Regions from separate parts of the Mus musculus genome. Here regions 2, 3 and 4 are each linked to region 1. A link is a contact called in public HiChIP or PLAC-seq and promoter capture Hi-C data. All regions are on one chromosome and are shown on one strand. The core of a region is the stretch at or near the end of the contact, and the rest is flanking DNA. Distances in the headings are between cores, read along the strand shown.

What was found. Promoter capture Hi-C pulls out the DNA fragments that hold promoters and counts their contacts. HiChIP or PLAC-seq counts read pairs in DNA pulled down with a chosen protein or histone mark.
Region 2: a contact with region 1 is called in an H3K4me3 HiChIP or PLAC-seq map of forebrain, with 6 times the contacts expected there. The contact joins the enhancer-like site here to the promoter of Nos1ap in region 1. A contact is called at or near these places in 12 of 39 promoter capture datasets (the 3T3-L1 cell line, 3T3-L1-derived adipocytes, the HPC-7 cell line and 7 more), 2 of 484 Hi-C or Micro-C datasets (bone marrow-derived macrophages and nephron progenitors), 16 of 115 datasets of contacts at active chromatin or transcription factors (SST interneurons, bone marrow-derived macrophages, embryonic basal ganglia and 10 more) and 1 of 9 other capture datasets (liver).
Region 3: an H3K27ac HiChIP or PLAC-seq map of SST interneurons shows a contact between it and region 1, with 4 times the contacts expected there. The contact joins the enhancer-like site here to the promoter of Nos1ap in region 1. A contact is called at or near these places in 12 of 39 promoter capture datasets (the 3T3-L1 cell line, 3T3-L1-derived adipocytes, the HPC-7 cell line and 6 more), 1 of 484 Hi-C or Micro-C datasets (cortical neurons), 17 of 115 datasets of contacts at active chromatin or transcription factors (SST interneurons, bone marrow-derived macrophages, embryonic basal ganglia and 10 more) and 3 of 9 other capture datasets (adipose tissue, embryonic stem cells and liver).
Region 4: a contact with region 1 is called in a promoter capture Hi-C map of hippocampal neurons, with 6 times the contacts expected there. The contact joins the enhancer-like site here to the promoter of Nos1ap in region 1. A contact is called at or near these places in 10 of 39 promoter capture datasets (the 3T3-L1 cell line, 3T3-L1-derived adipocytes, the HPC-7 cell line and 5 more), 4 of 484 Hi-C or Micro-C datasets (bone marrow-derived macrophages, cerebral cortex, cortical neurons and 1 more), 14 of 115 datasets of contacts at active chromatin or transcription factors (SST interneurons, bone marrow-derived macrophages, embryonic basal ganglia and 9 more) and 3 of 9 other capture datasets (adipose tissue, liver and pancreatic islet).

What each region holds. Positions count from the first base shown.
Region 1 is chr1:170,588,377-170,591,203 of GRCm38.p6, forward strand. It overlaps Nos1ap (nitric oxide synthase 1 (neuronal) adaptor protein), which reads right to left and starts at 1,473. Exons shown (of 10, transcript NM_001109985.2): 1 at 884-1,473. The coding sequence starts at 988.
Region 2 is chr1:170,365,920-170,368,746 of GRCm38.p6, forward strand. All of the region lies in intron 4 of Nos1ap (nitric oxide synthase 1 (neuronal) adaptor protein), which reads right to left. Among named protein-coding and RNA genes, the nearest start is that of Spata46, 59 kb to the left of the region's middle. Within about 2 kb of position 1,387, at least 27 of the 459 cell types and tissues checked have an H3K27ac peak or open chromatin away from gene starts, as enhancers often do. A contact at or near this core is called in SST interneurons, embryonic basal ganglia, forebrain and 1 more, where this site is marked.
Region 3 is chr1:170,384,112-170,386,938 of GRCm38.p6, forward strand. The region is part of intron 3 of Nos1ap (nitric oxide synthase 1 (neuronal) adaptor protein); the gene reads right to left. Among named protein-coding and RNA genes, the nearest start is that of Spata46, 77 kb to the left of the region's middle. Within about 2 kb of position 1,435, at least 4 of the 459 cell types and tissues checked have an H3K27ac peak or open chromatin away from gene starts, as enhancers often do. A contact at or near this core is called in SST interneurons, where this site is marked.
Region 4 is chr1:170,458,753-170,461,579 of GRCm38.p6, forward strand. All of the region lies in intron 2 of Nos1ap (nitric oxide synthase 1 (neuronal) adaptor protein), which reads right to left. Among named protein-coding and RNA genes, the nearest start is that of Gm46171, 81 kb to the right of the region's middle. Within about 2 kb of position 1,384, at least 40 of the 459 cell types and tissues checked have an H3K27ac peak or open chromatin away from gene starts, as enhancers often do. A contact at or near this core is called in hippocampal neurons, liver, neural progenitor cells and 3 more, where this site is marked.

The sequences.
Region 1 (2,827 bases), core at 223-2,722:
TGTGCATGCTGAGCATCCCTGCGCGTTTCTTTCCTTAAGTTATAGGTAGGACTGGGCATCAGTCACGAGCAGAAGCCTTTTCCACTGAAAAGCACCATTCCGGGAAACTCCACTGCAGTCTTAGAAGCCAGAACTCCTTACACAGAGAGGTGCCTCATGGTCAGGTCACCGGGTTGCCTGTCTTATACACAACCACTGGTCCAGCGAGGTTTCCACTCCACCCCTCCCCCAAGGGTGGCTTTGGCCTTGACCCTGCAAATTCCAGTCTGGGCTAAATTCTTCATCAGCAACTGCTGAGATTTAACAGTGCACCACAAAACTAGAAAACAGGTTTCACCCCACTACTACACCAATGACTGACACATGCTAAAGTGTCCAAAAGCAGACATTTGGGAAGTAACTTTTAACACCTACACTCAACTACTTGGAATGAGTGTGTGTGTGTGTGTGTGTGTGTGTGTGTGTGTGTGTGTGTGTGTGTGTGTGAAATATACACATATATATATAACTTTTTTAAAAACCGGTCAGGAAACAAGCATTCTCCTTTTAAAACACCTCCAAAAGCACCTCTCTCATGGGAGGCCAGCAGGTAAATAACACCAGCGCTTCCTTAAAGCTTTCTAAAGAGCCAGACATGCAGGCTGCGCTGCTCAGCCTTCTCCGGGAAGTAACTCAATCCAGCCTTGGCGGGCGAGGATGGGGTGTCTGCAGGTAGGAGACGGGGAAGAGGCAGTACACCTCAAACTTTGCAGGTGCTCATTTTTAGCTGTTCTGGGCAAGAGCTGAGAAAGGCCTAGCCCACCTGCTCTGAGTCCAGGACCGCTGGCACCCCATTCCCCCAGACCTGCCCTCTCAGGGCACTGCCCTCCCGGTGGCCCCTCACCTTGGCCTCAAAAGAGATGCCGTGCTGGAAGGCGTCCTCGTTGTGCAAAGGGATCCGTAGATCGTGCCCATCGTCCACAAGGTTGTACTTGGTTTTGCTGGGCATGGTGACCCGCGGCGGACCCGCTGCTCCAAGGGGGCGGCGGTGGCGGCGACGAGAAAGAGCTGGCGAGACCCTGTGCAGAGAACAGTGGGGCCGGGCGAGGCGGCGGCGAGGACCCGGGTCGTGAGGTGGGCAGCCTGGGTGCCAGGAGGTGGCAGGGGTGAACCGGGAGCCGAGCCTCCCGAGGGCCGAGCGGCAGGGGCGGCGCGGATGCGGCTGGCGCGAGCAGCTCGGTGGCCGCGCTCTGACTACGGGGAGGCGGCCAGGCGGCCGGGCAGGCGGGAGCGAGCGGCGCGGAGCCCCGGACCGGGACGCCGAGCGAAGGGCGCACGGCCAGAAGCGGGACTAGACCGGGAGTCCGATCCCGAGCTCGGCGCGCACGGCCCGGGACGAGGAAGAAAGGCAGCGGCGGCGGTGGTGGCGGTGGCGGCGGAGCAGGGTGCCTGTCACGGAGACGCCGGATCGGCTGCCAGCCCGCGGCTCCTCCTGCGGGGCGGGCCTGGACCGACTCCTCCCGCGCGCTAGAGCCCCGCCCGCCGCCGCCGGGTCCGCCCCGCGCCCCGCGCCCCGCGCGCGCCCAGCAGGTGAAAGTCCCCGCAGCGCTGAGCCGAGACCCGGGAACTTCGCCCTGGCCAGACCGCAGGAGCGTGGCGATCCAGGCGCAGTCCGCTTAACTAGTAGTGGCGAAACGGCATCGCCTTGCATGTGTGTGTTTGTTTTGGTTTTGTTTGGGGAGCCCGAGAGAAGCGGTGTTAATATTGGGTTTTGTTTTCCCAAGAAGGCCAGAGATCTATCCCAGATACCCTCGGTCTGGACAGCATTAATTCAGAGATCCCCGCTTCTCCTCAGAATCAAGGCGAAAACCAAATAAGAGGGCTGTCTCCAGTGCTTTTTGTCCCTTTGGGTGTGTGGCTTGCATTTGGGGGCTCAGCAGGGTTTCTTTGCGAAGAATTTAAATATATAAAAGTCGTCAGCCTCGTAGAACTGGAGTAGGCTGCACTAGGGACAAGAAATTGCAGAATGTTCTTATGTCATTTATTAAAGTTTTTTAACTGGCTGGTGATAAGAAAGAAAGGAGAAAAGAAATAGGAAGGAAAAGAAAAGAAAAGAAAAGAAAAGAAAAGAAAAGAAAAGAAAAGAAAAGAAAAGAAAAGAAAAGAAAAGAAAAGAAAAGAAAAGAAAAGAAAAGAAAAGAAAAGAAAAGAAAAGAAAAGAAAAGGAAGAAAGAGAACGTTTCCAGAATTCTGTGAGGCTTCTTATTGAAGCAAGAAGGAACGTGCCAAAGCAGGATTTGAGACCTGAGTGTGTAAACCTCATAGATACAGGGTTGTGTAACAGTTTCCTTTGAAATTGAAACATTCTGTCCAGCGTCCAGCAGGGAAGGTCTTTAAACTGGAAGGTAAACAACTCCAAGAAGTTTCAGGAAGTCCCTGAAACTGGCCAGATCCACCAGGCCCCTCCCTGCCAGAGTATAAACAAGAAAATCAGAGAGGCTCAAGTAACTTGAAGCTGAGCTGCAAAAGCAGTCTCTCGGAGGAGATAAACTGCAAAGACTCAGACCAGACCTAGAAGCAGCAGAAACCAGCTAAGCTGCCAGGAAGAGGTTTAGATCAGATCAGAGTCACTTGGAAAGGACACTCTCCAACCTGTTGAGCTGCCTGTGGGCTTCGAAGTGTACTCCAGGTCCCCAGCTTTTGTGCGCTGTCACCAATACTGGTCTGGGCCTTGATGATGCAGCTGTCTTTGAGACATTTCTGGTCCTGTAGGTAGCCTCTCACCCATTGTCCTGTAAGTAACTGCAGTAAAACCCATAACCAAGTGGAACTTTGGTGGTATCCGTAC
Region 2 (2,827 bases), core at 137-2,636, 220 kb before region 1:
GGCCATGGAGGAATTCTGCTGACTGGCTTGCTTCAATGGTCTGCTCAGCCTGCTTTTTATACAACCTAGAACGATCTGCCCAAGGACGGTACTAAGCATTAGGAGCTCGGCCTTGCCACATCAGCCATTAGTCAAGAAAATGCCCCATAAACTCGCCTAGAGGCCAATCTGATGGAGGTAAGTTCCCAATTGCAATTCCTTCTCTACAAATATGCCTAAGTTTGTGTCAAGTTAACAAAAACGGACCAGTATAGCATTTGCTGTGCAAGGCCTGGTGACCCGAGTTCGATCCCAGGAACCCACATCAAAGCAGAGAGAACCAACTCCACAAAATTGTGGCCTGACTTCCATGTGTATTCATCAACATACACGCATATCACATAAACATACTCAATGACAAATTAATAGAACTAAAAAGAACTTAGGATTGCATCATATTTCCCTAAACATCTGCCCTACCATAGGAGTAGAAGTCAGAGTGAAAGCCTTGGATAGGGGTTGAGTCCTTTTGTAATTACATTCCCATTGATTTCTACAGAGTAGCATATGCTGACATCGGAAAAGAGGGAATGAAAGCAAAGGAATAAAGAGGAAAAGAAAGGTCACACAAATTTCTAATAGAGCATGAGACTGCAATAAAAGATTTATAAGTCATTAATCCTTGCTGGAAACTCAGTGTCCACTCTAGGTGTTTACTGAGTCTCACTGTGCACCAGTGAAATTTTGGGGACCTTTTCTGCACTATGGAATAAAGACATAATCCAGAACCTGCCCATCAAAGAAGATAAAGACTGCCTATAACTCTACAGTAATGAGAACAAGGGGAGGAGAGATAAAATGAACAGAACTAAAAGATAAACAAGAAAAGCATGTGGTCGGGATGTAGCTGAAATGATGCAGAAAAACCTTGGAGAAATGCCTGGGTATTTTGACACCCGAAGAAAATATACAATGAGCACAAAAGGAGCCATTTTTATGAAGGCTATCAAAGCCAGATCATGAGAAACGAACTGTAAGACAGTGGTGAAGATAGGACCATGACTTTAGGAAGGAAGGAGGGTTGACAGAGGACATACGCTTGCATGAGGTCATCAGGAATAAGAAGCAGTTATTTAAGGCAGGGGACAGCTGAACATATGTGAAGGCAGCCAGAGAGCCTGTTGAGACCAAGTAAAGGAGAACAAACAGCAGCTTAAGCTGGGCACAAAAGGAAGGTGCGTCCAGGACAGACACACTGGTAGTGGTATGAAGATGCTCTAAGGCATCAGAGGCAAGCCTCAGAATCTCACAGAGAAAGGGGTCTCCCACAGGCACTGAGGGTGTAGCATTGACAAGCAGAAGAAGGTGAAAGGGTTAGGGCATTAGTGAGGGGATTTCTCCCAGAGTGAACAAGGGATCACAGAGCAGCCCTGGGAGGTAACAGACGCCAGACAGAATGAATGCTCTCCCCCTCTCCTTGTCAGTTCTTTTCATAATGTTCTCCATGCAGAAAATTGGGTGAGTTATTCTTGCTCATGCATATGTATGAGACACTGTAAAGGAAAGGTCTCAAAGCTGGAAGAAATAAAAACATCAACTCTTCATGAAGCATTACTCATGGTTGGAGTGACAGAACAATTATCTTTGTCAAATGAGCTGTCCAGAAACGCCATAGGAGAGTTAGGGAGAAAACCCTAGGCCGGGCTGCCTGCGTGCTCCTAATATGGGTTTTTCCAGTTTAGCAGGGGCTCCATAAGAAGCCGGATGACAGGAGGTAAGAACTGGAGGAGGGAAAGTGCTCATCCTTATAGAAACAGTCCAGGAAGCTGCAGATAACCACACCGTCACTTAGGAGATGTCATAAGCAAGGGCTGGCTCAAACTCCAAGTCTGCACCTCCTTCCATGACCTTTTATGAACCTTTGTAGCTTGGGTTCTATCTTAGAGCACATCGTGAATTGAGAGCAGGGTTTGAGTTGTGAAACTATGGTGGTTTGGAAGAAGGTGCTATGGTTTGGCTGTGTCCTTAGTAGTTCATATGTAAATGCATAGTTCTTAGTATGATGCTATTGGTTGGTGATGGAATCTTTGAGAAATGGAGTCTTATAAGAGGCTCCTTAGGTCATTGGCAATGATCCCCAAAGGGGACTATGGAATCCACATCCATTTTCTCTTTCTTTCTGCTACCTGGCTCAAGATGTGACCAGTGACTTAAGTGTGTACCTCAATTATAAGCAACCTCCACTAGAGGTTCAAACCAATGAAGCAATCTGAACTGTGAGCTGAAATACACCTCATATCACTATATAAGTAACCAGGGCAGAGTATTTGCTATTATGACTGAAATTTGACTAATGCAGAAAGGATGTGTGGTGGTTTGAATAGATATAGTCCCCTATACCTATAGGTATAACTCATGTGTTTGAATGCTTGGCCCATAGTGACAATATATTAGGAGGTGCAGCCTTGTTAGAGTAGGTGTAGCCTTGTTGGAAGAAGTGTGTCAGTGGGGGTAAGCTCTGAGGTCTCCCATGCTCAAGGTATGCCCAGTGTGGTACACTGTCTCCTTCTGCAGCCTGTGGATCAAGATGTAGAGCTCTCAGCTCCTCCAGCACAATGTCTGCCTGCATACTGCCATGCTTCCCTCCATGATGATAATGGACTAAACCTCTGAACCTGTAAGCCAGCCCCAATTCAATGTTTGCCTTTATAAAACTTGCTGTGGTCATGCTGTCTCTTCAGAGCAATAAAACCCTAACTAAGACAGGATACCATGGAGCAGAATCAACTCTGATTTTAGAGGGACAGTATACATTTCTGAGAGTTTTAAGGGTACTGAAAGTGTTTTT
Region 3 (2,827 bases), core at 185-2,684, 200 kb before region 1:
CATAGTCCCTTCCCACGAGAAGTTCACACACAGCTGGAGAGAGAGAGAGATAAATTATTCTAATGTGGGGATGTGGGGATGGGAGGAAGTATAGTTCAGTGGTACAGTACATGCTTAATATGAATGAGGTGCTGGCCCCTCTCTAGCACCCAGGTTACAACAAAACAACATTAATGCAATGTTCTAAGAGCTGTACACGGATCTTATATGTAAACGTAGTGCCAGTAGAAGTAGATAATTTGGGGCTGGCAAGACAGTTTAATGGTAAAGGCATTTGTTACCAAGCCCCCTCCCCCACTTCATGTGTACACACACAAATTTGATAAAAAGGTTTTTAAGAAACATTTAATTTGGGGCTAAAGTCAAACATGCTGTGGAAGCATAAGGGCCTGACTCTCGATTCCTAGACAGATGAAAGATAGATAGATAGATAGATAGATAGATAGATAGACAGACCAATTGACTGATAACACACACACACACACACACACACACACACACACACACATACACAAATGCAATATTTTTAAAAAAAGAAATAGCTATTTTAAGGTTGTAGAGAGGGCTCAGTCAGGAAAGTGTCTGGTATGTGAGCATTAAAGACCTGAATTTTGATTCCCAGCACCCATATAAAAGACACTGAAAGTATATGCCTAGAACATTAGTGTTGGGAAAGCACATGCCTAGAACATTAGTGTTGGGAAAGCACATGCCTAGAACATTAGTGTTGGGAAAGCACATGCCTAGAACATTAGTGTTGGGAAAGCACATGCCTAGAACATTAGTGTTGGGGAGGTAGAGGCAGGGGACCAGCCAAATGGAATCTATGAGTTCTAATATCAGGGAGAAACTATATCTCAAAAATAAGGTAGACAATGATAGAAGATACTCAACATTGACCTCTGTACTCCATGCACATGGGTACATACCTACAAAACATACACATACAACACACACACACGCACACACACACACACACTCTCCACCCACCCTGCGCCCCTCTTTCCCCACTTGTGTGTGTGTCTCTAATGAGAAGGACCATGTCTTCTCTAACATGCTATCTCATCTACTTTGGAAAGTGGAAAAGGCAAAACCAAAACAAAGCCACAAACCACATAGGCATACCCATAATTCCTCAATGCATCTGTCCCATAGTTCCCAGAACATGGTGGATCTATGGTAAGTACTGTTCATTAGCATGTTAAAGCCACCTGTCTTCACTGACAATCTGTCACCTTAGCGGATCCCAGCACAGTTAGTGGTTTACTGAAGAAATCACATGGAACCTAGCTGTTTAACAGAAAAATCCCTTAGACGACGATCAAGGTTAATCTTAGGATTCTACTCCTCAGCACACGGTGCTGTAGTGTGATTCAGGGATTATAACAAGTAACCATGATTAGATACATGAAAAAGATAATTACTTGGGCCTCCTTGAACATCGAAAATGATGTTCTGATTGGAGGACATCAAAGCAAAGCCAATTATCTTAGCAACTGAGCTTATGATACTAATTCAACTTAAGATTCATTATCTGCTGGCATCGGTTCAGGAGGAGAGCGTTCCTAGATGCTTGGTAACAAAGCCAAAACGGTGGTTCTTACCCAGCAGTGAGATGGCTGCATCATAGCTCGCTACGTCCCGAGCTAGTGGGAAGTGTACAAAGATCTGACTCTCCTGGACAAATCCAACTAAAATCCTACTTTGATTACTCTCTCTCTCTCTCTCTCTCTCTCTCTCTCTCTCTCTCTCTCTCTCTGTGTGTGTGTGTGTGTGTGTGTGTGTGTGTGTGTGTGTGTGTGTGTAAAATGCTTGCACATGTCAGTCCCAGGTGTGTTATTCCTCAGGATGTTGAGACAGGGTCTATCCCTGGCCTGGAGCTGTACAAGGAGATTAGGCTGGCTGCTGGCAAGTCCCAGGGATGCACCTGTATCCATTGCTGGGTGTGTTCATGTGGCACATGTACATGTTTTACACGTGTTTGGGTGAATATGTGTACATCTGCATATGTGTACACTGTAAAAGTCCAGAGTTGACGTCTGCTGTTGTACTCCATTTACTGAGATAGTCTTTCACTGAAGCTATAGATCACTGACTCCTGTCTAGCTAGCCAGGACCCCTGCCCCCATTTCCCAAGTGTTGGGGTTACAGAAGCCAACATGCCTGCCTGGATCTTACCCAGGTGTTAGGGATCTTGAACTCCGGGCTTTACACTTAGAGAGCAAGCTCTTTGTCCACTGAGCCCTCTCAAGACTCCATGTTCAGCTTCACTGGTTCTGGGGACCGAACCCAGTAATCTCTCCAGTCCTTGCTCAGCCTTAAACTGACATATTGACAGAAAAGGAGAATGGCGTGGTGACCTAAAGAAATACCTTAAGACATCACTATATCCCACTGCTAAGTTCTACTGGATTTCAAGACCCCCACCACACACAAATAGCATTCATTCATCCAGCTAGCCAAGTGCCACAGCTAATGAAAACATACTCAAAATGTCTAACCATCCAGGAAAACGCTGAGCTCACAAAGACAGCCCTGCCCTTCAAAGCTCACTGAGAGGTAGGGGGCCCTTTAAAAGATGTCTCCTCTGGTGGGAAGAACTTCGCCATTGATCAGTTATAGATAATTTGAAGACAAACTGGAGTTTTGGGAGTTGTGTGACCTCAGAGTGTCCCCAGAAGACTGCAACAGTGTGGCCAACCTTTAGTTGCTGACGTCTGTCTGCTTTCTTTGCAGCCCATTCTGTTGTCAGAGGCTTGAGTACATTCAGGTGACCTGAATTTATATACAAGCTTTAAAAAGCACGGCTCCACGGCTCGTGCTGAGA
Region 4 (2,827 bases), core at 134-2,633, 130 kb before region 1:
CTACCAGGGACACTCACAAATTCTTGGGGAAAGTCTTAAGGAAAACATAAGATATTACAGCTGACAGGGGCAAAATCAGAATAATATTTTATTATTCTTACTATTCCATCTGCTGAGCCCTAGAGAGAGGAAGAAAGTGACAATCCAAAATAATGTTAAGAATTCATTAATAACAATGGCGTATTGGTAACTCAAGGCAAGCAACTACGCTATGCAGGAGAAATATGCAAATCTAAACATAGAGTCAGAAACCCCATGAGCTGTCAGCCATTCCTTATACTAGTTTATAATAGTTTAGATACAAAAAGTAAGCAAAATGATAACTCTGTAAGATGTTTCCTAGGCACATTGGAGAACAGTAAATATCTGATATGAGAGGAGAGGTAGGGGGAGATGCAAGGACTCATGGAGTAAAGGACCTCACAACAGGAGCGAGACCAGTGGGCTGGTAGAAGACGGAGATTGTTCAGCCATCTGAGTGGTGGGCAGAGAAGGGGAACACTGAGAGCTATTTTGAAGAGAAGACAAATTATCAAGTCAAATCAAAACCCAGATGCAAAGCAGCTCTTCCATCCTCTTGTTTGCAGGATGCTTTATTCCGGCCTCTGGTACAGCAATGACTGCTATTCTGTGTCCTTATCTTTCTCCCTCACCTCCAATCGACTGAGCCTGGAGAGGACCACATTGCACACACATCTCCCCAGCATCTAGCACAGAGCTTGGTAAAGGATACATGTGACATTGGCAATGAATGGATGAATGAATGAATGAATGAATGAATGAATGAATGACTTAGCAAATCAGTACCTTAAAAGGACTGAACAAAAGGGCTTCCTCTGAACACTATGGGCAATAGAAATTAAGCCCATGATGCACACCAAAAAACCCCACAACAACAACAACAATAACAATAACAACCCTGGCCCCCGAAAAATAACAAAAGGACAACACGTTTACTTGACATTTAATTGATTTCAATTTTATATGGCCTTTGATGGTTTTGATGTGCACATACCATGTTTTCACCACGTCCTCCAGACATCTTAGGTCCTGGAGGGCAGGGACTACAAACTTCTACTTCTCTGTCCCCCATTATAGTGCCTGGCACAGCACTAGATCCATGGAGTTAAACAGATATTCATTAAATAAACTTGAACAAAGAATATGAGAGGAGACAAGGAAAGTCACTTCAAGCAGGCGAGGCTCTTTCATTTCAGTTTACAGGAGAAATGAGCTGGCTATTTATCAGGCTCCATTGAGACAGGCATGCCTCTAGACAAAGGCAGCCTTTGAGAGCTACACGAGTGGCAGAGCCTTCTCCAGAGACCCATGCTTGGTATTTCCAAGGGAGAGCTATGGGTCAATAGTAAAATCCGCTGGCACGGGCACATGCCAGGGAGGTTGGCACAGCACCTGCCCAAGCTGGGACAGACTCCAGGCATCCTGACCAAAGTCAAGAAAGCTCATAATTCATCCAGTAGAGAACTTCAAAACTACCCAGTTCACTGCATAGCATGGACTGGACAATCAGATGTCAATCAGGGGGCGGGGAGGGGGGCTGGCACAACCTCCTTCACTAAAACAGTCAGAGTGAAGGTGGAAGGCTCAGCTTCCTGCTTCAGGCAACTCCAGGTGAGTAATCTGCCAGCAAATAGGCCTGCACAGGGTCAGTGGGAAACTCCTGTGAGCTGGCAGTACCCAGTATATCCACCACTGAACAAAAGGAGTAAAACAAAGGAGCTGATTATTAAAGAGGGAAAGGTTGTGCACAGGAAATGAAGGTGGTTATTATGGCCAGTGGTAGGGATGAGTGTTGCCAATCTACTTAAATACTATTTAAATGTGGATGGAACTAATGAAGGGGTCGTGATCACATGTTCACTTCCTAAGGAAACAGACCTGGGTTCCAGGCTCTCCAGGACTCCCTAACTGTATATAGATTCCTGGAGACTAGGGGGAGCAGCCTGTTCTGCCCCGATGTCCAGGGATACCAACCACCCACTTTGCCCAGACATAATACCCTACCTCCACTGTGCCATATTACAGAATAGTCAGAAATGGTTACGCTGGGCAACAGTCTGTAGTTTGTGGCTATAAACTCAAAGTAGCCATAAAGAAGCTTTCAAAGTAGTCTCCAGACTCCAAGTAACTGGTATTGTCTGTGAACTGTATATTGTACGTAAGTATGACTAAGGTACACTAGTTATATAGCAACAGCAGAAGTCCAGGGAGGGTCCAGGGTGTAAGAACGACCTGAGCAGAATGGGGACAGGGGACAATCTTCCTAGACACGCCACATGTCACCCCTCTCTCATCCCACTGCCTCTTTCCCAGATCTCCACCCATGGTTAGGTCTCCTAAACTGTTTTGCCTTACAAAAATCTAAGCTTCTCACAGTTACCATCTGCTGTCACCTTGTGGGCTTCTGTTTCCCTACCATTTCTAAATGCACGTCTGTTACCAGGTTTGGGGGAAGAAGACAGACTCAGAGCCTACATATCGCCCACCCCAATCCTCAGCTGCTCAGAGGTCCCCGATCTTTACCTGTTGATGAGGATGTGAGGGAGGAGCATACAGATGTACAGATGTACAGAGAGGACTGTGCTTTGTTTTCTTATTTTTTTTATGTTGGTGATTATAATTACAACACTTCTCCCTTCCCTTTCCTCCCTCCAAACTCTTCCAATCTCCTTCAAATTCATGGCTTTTTTCATTGATGGTTATGGCATGACTTTATGTATAAACATATGCAGATATCCCTAAATATATATACATATATATCCCTAAGCATAACATGCTGAGTCTATATAATGTTAACTGTATGTAT